Linked DNA regions of Mus musculus: all the other regions are linked to region 1. A link is a contact called in public promoter capture Hi-C data. All regions are on one chromosome and are shown on one strand. The core of a region is the stretch at or near the end of the contact, and the rest is flanking DNA. Distances in the headings are between cores, read along the strand shown. Region 1 holds the start of Mtfr1l (mitochondrial fission regulator 1-like). Region 2 has its middle 51 kb from the start of Runx3. Region 3 holds the start of Dhdds (dehydrodolichyl diphosphate synthase).

Region 1 (3,032 bases), core at 329-2,828:
GCTGGAGTTCCTCTTCTGCCTTAGAGAGTTGTCATGAGAGTATACATGGAGAGAGGAAAGAACTTGTCTAGCCAGTCACCAAATGGCTGTTCAGTGGACAGTGTCTAAAGTCTGGTCCAGGTTCTGATATGTGCAGCCATGTTCAAGCCTACAAAGTCCCTGTGTGCCAGACTTCTTGCTAAAGGCCACTTAACTGTGCTACTCCTGCCATTACGCCCTCTCCTGTCCTGCTTCATCTCCAAAGACTCCAACCGAATCTAAACCTCGGGTTTAACAAGCTGCCGGTTCTATTACTCTGGTGTTTAAATCTTTCAACTCTCTTCTAGACTCCACAGTCCTGCCAGCAGGATATACCCCATCTTCCAGCTCTCTTAAGACCAAGCTCTAATACAGTTTGGCAAGTACACGATCTGCGACCATACTCACTCCCTAGTCTTCTGCTGGGGCCATGCTACTACCGGGCTACCAGCTCCCAACACACCTATCTGTGCCCCAGTCTATACCACTGCCTCTGTGGGACCCAACTTATCCAGCTTATCTCAGTCCCTCAGCACCCAGCTCATCCATCACTCTGTCCCTGGCAGCCTGGGGTTCGCAGTTCACTCCGTGGCAGCCTGGATCGCCTTCCGAGGGTGCTCAAAACAGAAATGGAAGTAACCGAACGGCCCATATCCCGGCCTCCGGCAGCCGCTGTAAGCACTTGGCTTGCTTTTAAGAAACCGCTGTAGGCGACACTAACTTGGCTTCGAGGCCCCGCCCCCCGCGTGCCCGCTAGACGCTCTAGCCGGTTCCGCAGCCCCGGCTCTCCCTCCGCACATCGGCGCTGCCGCAGCTCCTTCTGCGCTGGCCGTGCCCGCGTCTTCCCGTGCGGCCACTCTCGGCAGACCCTCTCTGCTCCGAGAGCGCCTCGACCCGGCAGGTCCTGGGCCAGGGAGAAACTTTAGCCCAGCGGTGCCCGGCGGACACCCGGGCAGAGCGCGCGAGGGTCTCACGAGGCGCCGGTGGCCAGCAAGATGCAGCCCCCTGCGCCCTCAACGACGGGTCCCCACCCCCGCGACGGCGACCCGGCCCGGGCCAAGGTCGGCCAAGTTCCTACCGCGCGTCCAGCGGCCCTTGGACCCGCGGGCCGGGCCGGGCCGCTCAGTAGCCTCCAGGCCGGCGTAGGTCCCAGATACGCCGCGCGGCCCGGGGCGTACCGCGCTCCAACGGCTGGGGCGACCCCAACCGCTGGGTGACACGGCCAGCAACTACGCCTGGGGACCAGTGCCCTCACCGAGGGGGGCAGACAGCGGCGACTCCCGCGAGAACTTGCACGGGAACAGGGAACGCGTGCTCCCCTGCGCCGGGACGGAGACGCCGGCGACGGCCCAGGGCGCTCACCGAGCCCGTCTCCTGTGGGACCCCGCATCGGGCTTAGCCCGGACTCCAGCGCCACACTCACCTCAGCCCCTCCTACCCCAGCGGGCGGCCCGGCCTCGAAGTCCCTCACTTCCGCTGACCCGCCTCCGGAAGCAATCATTTGCAGCTGCGCGGCGAGCACCACGCCCAGGAGAGGCGGGCCTAGAGAGGGGCCCGGAATGGACGCGGGCTCTGAGTGGACGGCAGACCGGCCAGGAGGCCACACCCCTCCCCGGGCCACGCCCTCACCCCTCCGGGGGAGGGCACGAAGTCTGTGCGCGCATCCCGCTGGAGTTTTCCTCCCAAGTTTAGTTGCTGCCGTAGGAGTTGCTTCCCGTGTTTAGTGTCAACAAACTTCTGGGAAGCGGTAGTCTGCCAGTGTTGCTGCTCAGCACTGGAAATAGTCCATACTCCTGCTGCAGATCTCCGAATCCTCTCATCTTGGCATTTCAGCCTTTCCTATCTAGTCTGGACCCTCGTCCCATTTCATGCTCCCCCAGATACATCCCCCAGCAAAAATGGCTGCTTTCGCCTTTCAGGCATGCCCTCCAGTGCTTCGGAATAGCTGTCTTCTATTTTAAAGTTCTCTGTCTCACACACGCTCATACACGTACACACGTGTGCAGCATAGTTCAGTCTGTTAATGAGATGGGTGGATTGATGGCACTCGGAGACACCAAAGCTCTCAAGGTCGCTCTTTCTACCGGTCTCCATGGCATCCAGTTAATGGGCATACACTTTCTTCTCTGCACGTGGCTTTGCCTGACTCACCAGTTCTCCCAAAGCCTATAATCCCCACCTGCCAGGGACAAATCTTTTGGATTCGTGGGTGGACAGCTTTGTGCAGTCACAATGGGCATTATGCCCAGACCTGCCTTACTACACCCATACATGCTTTATTTCTCTATTGTTGTCCTCTGGAAATTACAGTTATATGTTGCTGAAGAACGGGTACTCTTTGGGAAACGTGTCCTTAGGTGACTGAGTTACACAAACATTATAGAGTGAGTACGTACACACACCTACAGAATATACTACATCCTAGGTGAATTGGTAAAGCCTATTGCTCCAGGCTACAAAAACCTGCACAGTTGCAACTGTGCTAAATCCCAGGGAAGTTGTATCACAATTGTAGACATTTACTTCTAAACACCGGTAGGGCACATGCCAAGATAGATAGCTGGAATTTCTCAGCTCCTTTTTGATTGTTGGGTATCACTGTCAGATAGTCTATCAGCGACAAAGCCACTGATAGAACCTAGTGGGGAAACCCCCACTCAATTCCCGATTCGGTGTGCACCCAAAAAATCACGAAGGACCATCTTGATGGAATTAAATGAGGTCGTTTAATTACGGAGCTCCGGACCGACATGCATCCCACACAGGAGATAACGGATGTCGGCCACGAGGCTGGAAAGCTAGGGGTTTTTATGGGGTAAGGGGCTTAGGGGTGTGGAATTCAGCATAGCAACACACTATTGGCTTATTCAAACATCAGGAGAAAAATTACATGTACGTGCAGGGTGTCAGAGTTCTGTGAGTTGTTGACTCAGTTCAGATAGCCCTGTTATGTCCTCACATTCCTCTTTATCTTATGGTCAAGATGTTCCCAGGAGTGTTTTAACTACGGGGAA
Region 2 (3,032 bases), core at 281-2,780, 670 kb after region 1:
GTCAGGAGCCCTGCAGAGCATCAACCTGGAATCCCGCAAGCTGTGCTACAGTGGAGAGGATGATTAACTGGCCTGGAGCCAAAACCTCCGCTCCCCACAGTCGGTGCCACGTGGCTTCTGCTGGGAGTCCAGCGCGCCGCAGCTGTGCCACGTGGCTTCTGCTGGGAGTCCAGCGCCGCAGCCGTCAGCTGTCATAGCAAGAACACTGACTGACTGGCAGCCCCTCCATGATTATGGTCGCCTTGCCCACAGTCCTCAGTAGCCTCTCTCTACTGCGATGCCACAGACTGGGCTGAAGAGCTGTCCCCGGTGGTGTCCCAAGTACCAGTCGAGTCCACCGTGCACCTGCAAGGCAAGTCCCTCAGTTTCCTCACCTAAGCACTTCTGGTCCTCCTGACCCAAACAGGTAGAGGGTTCTCGAAGCTTCAAATCTGTGGAAGAAACCACAGAACTGCACTGCAAAAATAAAAACGCTCCACAAGTTTGGGGATGCAGCTTCAGAAGACGGGGCCTGTCTAGCATATGTGAGACCCCACGTTTGATCCACAGCAACACACATGCATGTGCGCACACACACACAGAGAGAGAGAGAGAGAGAGAGAGAGAGAGAGAGAGAGAGAGAATTAAAACAAGCAAAACTAAAGAAAAACACATACCACAAAGAGAACACTAGAACCAGGGCTGGTGACATACATCAAGCTACTTGTCACACTTGTCAAAGCCTGAAGACTCCAGTTTGGTCACTGGAACTTATAGAAGAAGAAGAAGAAGAAGAAGAAGAAGAAGAAGAAGAAGAAGAAGAAGAAGAAGAAGAAGAAGAAGAAAAGACTCCCAAAAGTTGTCTCCTGACTGCCACACGTGTGCTGGAGTGTGTGCTCGCACACGCAATACTGATAAGAATTAAAAAAAAAAAAAAAACAAACTCTCTCAAGTCATTAACTTAGAAAGAACACAAGAAAGTTAGTCGAAAACAAGATGCCAGTGGATAAGATACTAGCCAAGAAACAATGGAAAGTTAAAAAAAAAATGGCTGGGCCTGTGGACATTGCTCAGCCGCAGGAGCGTGGTTTCCATTGAAGCTGAGAGCAATGGAATGGAGCAAGACACACCCCCACCCCCACCCCCACCCCACCCCCATAGTACCTATCAAAAGCCTTAAAACAGCTCCATTTTGTTCACATTTTTCCTCTCTTTGTCTGTCTTTCTTTTTTATTTTTGTCTGTTTGTTTATTGGGGGTTTTGGGTTGTTTGTTTGTTTGTTTGTTTGTTTGTTTGTTTTGAGACTGTTTCTCTGTGCTCACACTCAGAGATCTGCCTGCCTCTGCCTGCTGGGATTAAAGGTGGTTCACATTTCTTAATCTGTTTCCTAAGGCTATGCTGGTGGAACACTCCCCGCCCCAGCCAATGCCCCCCCCCCCACATACTCTCACACTTTCATTTCCCATTTCTGCATATTTCCTCTGCACTCCATACACGGAGTACAGCCCCAGATGCGTGCTCAACGACATCACCCTCCGGCTGTGACTAAATGTGTCACCATGAGAGCTGGAAACAACCGAGCCCTGCTCATCGTGGGACAGGCGAGCAGGGAGGGGATCTGACCAAAATCTAGAGTTCCAGATGACGCGGAGATACTTGCAACATAGTCGACTAGTGACAGAGAATAAAGCCCTGCCGCCCTCACAGGAAAAGAAACCCCTAGTCAACAGGCTGGAGACACACCGCAGTAGGCTGTCCCCGAGGGCCAGTCGCAACTCAGGGTGGGGGGTAGGGGTGAGGGTGGGGGTGGGGCTGCTGCCAAGCCTCTTGCTTCCGGTGCTTTCCAAACATTCTCAGTGAGCAGAAAGACTTTCGTCATCGCCTAAGCAATAAAAATAAAATAAAACAAAACAAATAAAACAAAACAGCGGTACTCTTTCTTCTTCACCCTTTGTCTTTTTCTCTCTGCAAAGTTCCTTCATGGGTCAGTTGAGGTTGGTTGGGTAAATGTCTGTGAGGGTGTCCGTAGCGGCGCGTTCGTGAATCAGCCTCAAGCCTGGCTTGCACTGCCTGCCTGTCTCTATTTACATTGCTCTCCCTTGCTATTCCCGATGCTTGTGGAAGACAGAAAAACCCAATGTCTCTGTTTAGTCACATCTAGCCACGACACTGATACTGGGAAAGCATCAGGCTGCCCCATACAGATGTGTTTTAACCTGAAATGGACACTGGGTGTCAAGGATTGCCTGTGGCCTGGCGCCTGGCGAGTGGCATTGTGCTACCCCAGAGCTGGAGAGACCCGTAAAATCTGGCAGGAGAGGATAAAGATACAGGTGTGGCCCCATAGCTACGGCCCCCATCCACCCACCCCACCCCCATCCTGCCCCCATTGAGCCTCGAGGGTTTGTACCAGATCAGCACTAACCCCCTGCAGTCCCTCTCTGGCAAGGAACTCCGGCCTTGGCCATCCTTGTCACACAGACGCTGGAGACAATCCAGCTTCCTGCTGTCATGATTGATTTCTACTTGACATCAGATAAGGAAAAGCAGGTGTAGAATGTCAAGTTCAAATGTGACGGCAGAGCCCTGCTGGATTTTCCCTTCAAAAACCAACTGCCAGTGGCAGTGGCAAAACTGATCCCGGGCTGGGAACTTGGGATGGTCTGTGTTTACAGTTATTCACATTTCCCGATCAAAACTGCAAAACAGGTGACCTCGAGGTTCCTGCAGGGACCCCTGAGTCCCAGAAGGATCTGTAGGAATAGGGAGCAGGTTTGGTTTGGTTTGGTTTGTTTGTTTGTTTGTTTGTTTTTTAACTTTTAAAGAGGAGGCAAAACATTTTTCTGTTAGCATACAGATGTGGTGTGAGGTCATGGGGTGTGTGTGTTCTCATCTGTACGAGTGGGCATATGTAGGCTGTAGGCGTGTCTGTGACGTCCCAAGGTTGATAGATCTGCCTCCATTGTCCTCCATCTTGTTCATAAAAGTAGGCTCTGTCAATTAAACCCTGGGCTTAACGATGGAGGGCTAGTGTCATCTAGCCAGCTTACCCA
Region 3 (3,032 bases), core at 233-2,732, 530 kb before region 1:
ACTTGTCCCAAAGCCCGATCCTGAAAGCTGTTCTCTGTACTCTAAATGTACACTATATATCACCATACTAAGATAAATAACGGACTGGCACTAGATATTGTGCCACGTTCTTTGTGTATTTCTTTTTTTTAATCCTCAAAAAAGACAAGTTTGTTAAGCCACATGGTTGGTAAATAACAGTTTTCCTCACGGATGTCTGTCTCTAGAGCAGATGGTTAAAGTTTTAACCATCAAAGAACCATTAACTCAGAAGACACTGCAAGGAGAAACCGATGGAAACGCTGGGGCAGTGGTTCTCAGCTGTCCTTATGCTGTGAGCCTGGGATATAGCGCCTCAGGTGCTGACTTCAACCATGAGAGTATTTGCACTGCTACTTTATAACTGCCATTCTGGTACTATCGGAAATCGTAATGTCAGATACCTGATATCCGACCCTGTGAAAGGGTTGTTCAACCTCTGAAGGGGTTGGGACCCACAGGTTGAGAACTACAACTCTAGTGAGACAAATTTCTGTTCCCTCCCATTCAGAGTCACAGTCTCTCTTCCTTTTTCAAACTCAGAGTCTTGTGAATACCAAGAAAGCACCTGACCAGTGAGCTCTTTTGACACTCTCAACGGCACAATTCAGTTTTCCAGAAGGAAAATCTAACAGTCTATGTGATCTAATGATATTAAGAGACCCTGATTGGCCTTAAAAAAAAAAAAAAGTCACACAGTACAATAAATACTAGAAATGCAGCCCTTCAAACTACATTATAATTTCAAGATTCTCTCTTTACTAAATTCTACTTCATTGGGATTGCTACAATTTAATAATGAACTACTCAACTATCCAAAAGGTCAACTTTTCCCCCGGGGTACTGCTCACCTTTATGATGTTAGCACAGAACCGTTCCCACAGTGACAGCTCTCCTTCTTTGATCCATGACATAGTTCTTGCTATGTCAGAAATCACACAAGAACAACAACAACAACAAAAAACAGCCAGATAACCTTGAATAAATGAAAAGAGAGAGAAGTCATCCTTGCTTGCAATAAAACTGACTAAAGAGACTCTGCTGGACTGTGGCAGGCAACACGCGTCTGAATCCAGAGACTGTTCTAATCCGCTCAGGCCTCTACAAGCCAACGGGAGACCTTTGGAGCAAGGTAGTTCCCACTTTCTTATCCTTACGTGCACTGATTTCTTCCAAATATCCTGCCACATCATGGTACCTACATCTTGCTTGGTCAATCCCCACAACTTCCTTCTCTATTGCCCCGCAAACCATTGCTCACTCTAAGCTAACCAATCACTACCCTCCTTGGATGCCGCATCTGTTACCTCAATGGTCACTCTCCCGGCTGGACTTTAGTGTTTCCCGCAGCTAACTCCACATCCAGCTTCCCCTCCTCTGGGTCTCTGTGTTTACTCCCCACCTAGGACGCAGGAGAAGGCGCTTTTCCACCACTCCCGGGCGACTTACGACTTGGCGCTGAAAGAACACGTCACCTCTACGTGATTGGCTCCGCCTCCTCCGTCCGTGGTGGGCGGGGCCGCCCCTGCGTACTCGGGGGCGGAGCGGTGCGAGTTCTTGCGAGTTGGCTATTGGTGGCCGCTCTCGCGGGGCGTGGAAACAGCGCCTGGGAGGCCGAGGTCACGTGAGCCGATACTCCTACCTCTTGGGTCTCCTATTGCAAGCCCTGCACGTTAGGCGAGTTGAGCCTGAGGGATCGAGATGTGTTCGGCCCACGCATTTGCGTGGTCTCAGGTGTTGTGGCAGTTTGTTAGGGAGAGAGGATGCGGTTGCTCCACCTCAAAATTGAGTTTCTCTATGGATGATCGCAGTGCTTATATTATGGGAGACACGGTAATGTCGTATTTTGACAGTCCTCCTACCTCAGTCTCCCCAACTGCTGGGGATATGGACGTAAACCATGGAAGTGAACTGCGTTTATTTAAAAATTTGTCTTGGGCTGGAGAGGTGGCTCAGAGTTTAAGAGTACCGACTGCTCTTCCAGAGGTCCTGAGTTCAATTCCCAGCAACTACATGGTGGCTCACAACCATCTGTAATGGGATCTGATGCCCTCTTCCGATGTGTCTTAAGACAGCGACAGTGTACTCACATACATAAAATTAATCTTTAAAAAAACAAAATTGTCTTAAAAGTGTTCTTTTAGCCGAAACTGATGGCACGTCGTCACTGAACTCAGCACTCAAGGCTGAGGCCATTTGAATTAGTTAATGTCTTTTCTGCTACGTAGTAAATTTAGTCACCCTGATCTAGGGGATACTGTCTCCTCAAAAAATTCTGACGTGTTTTTTTACTTGTCGCCTTTTAATGCTGCTAACGCATCAGAAGGGTTTCTTGCGCTGGTCACTTTTGGGGAGCGATGCAAAGCAACTTTATAATTTGCAGATTCCGAAGACCCACGTTAATGAACTTAGGAGGACAAGTCAGAAAGAGCTTTACTCTTAGGACTTCCAAAACCACAATCCGTAGCATTTGGGAATAGAGCCCTAGTGGTAGAGTTCTTGCCTAGCAGGCTAGAAGCCCTGGGTTCAGTTTCCAGCCCAGTATAAAAAAGCATGGTGGCAGCGAATGCAGGGCAATCAGCAGTTTAGGTCACCTAGGGCGTTTGAGGCTAGCGTGGCCTACACAGGAAAACTCAACCTCAAAACTAAACAAAAATAGAAACAATCTTAAACATACAACAAAACACCATAAGCCACTTGTGGAGAGCTTTGGGGGTCAAGCAAGAACTCAAAAGCATTAGCTGTATAGCTAGTCTGAAGGACTTTTAGATACCTAACAGAACAAACTTGGGCCTGGACTGGGCTTCGGGAAACTTGCCTCCTCAAAAGTATTATCATCATCATCCATTGTCTTGCCTCTTGATGTATTTAATGATACAGGGAAGAAGTTGTTCTGCTTTCACACACACACACACACACACACACACACACACACACACACACACACACACACACACAAGCCAAAAAACTGAACTTTCAGTATCTGATGCAACTAGTATTTCTTTCAAATCATA

Evidence for each region. Promoter capture Hi-C pulls out the DNA fragments that hold promoters and counts their contacts.
Region 2: a promoter capture Hi-C map of liver shows a contact between it and region 1, with 2.4 times the contacts expected there. The contact joins the enhancer-like site here to the promoter of Mtfr1l in region 1. A contact is called at or near these places in 2 of 39 promoter capture datasets (both in liver), 5 of 484 Hi-C or Micro-C datasets (cortical neurons, embryonic stem cells and palatal mesenchyme) and 1 of 115 datasets of contacts at active chromatin or transcription factors (large pre-B cells).
Region 3: a promoter capture Hi-C map of liver shows a contact between it and region 1, with 2.1 times the contacts expected there. The contact joins the promoter of Dhdds here to the promoter of Mtfr1l in region 1.

The regions. Positions count from the first base shown.
Region 1 is chr4:134,533,809-134,536,840 of GRCm38.p6, forward strand. Mtfr1l (mitochondrial fission regulator 1-like) reads right to left here and starts at 1,579. Exons shown (of 7, transcript NM_029759.4): 1 at 1,442-1,579.
Region 2 is chr4:135,201,866-135,204,897 of GRCm38.p6, forward strand. No RefSeq gene overlaps it. Among named protein-coding and RNA genes, the nearest start is that of Runx3, 51 kb to the left of the region's middle. Within about 2 kb of position 1,531, at least 161 of the 459 cell types and tissues checked have an H3K27ac peak or open chromatin away from gene starts, as enhancers often do. A contact at or near this core is called in liver, where this site is marked.
Region 3 is chr4:133,999,400-134,002,431 of GRCm38.p6, forward strand. It overlaps Dhdds (dehydrodolichyl diphosphate synthase), which reads right to left and starts at 1,483. Exons shown (of 9, transcript NM_001362959.1): 1 at 1,326-1,483; 2 at 870-994. The coding sequence starts at 932.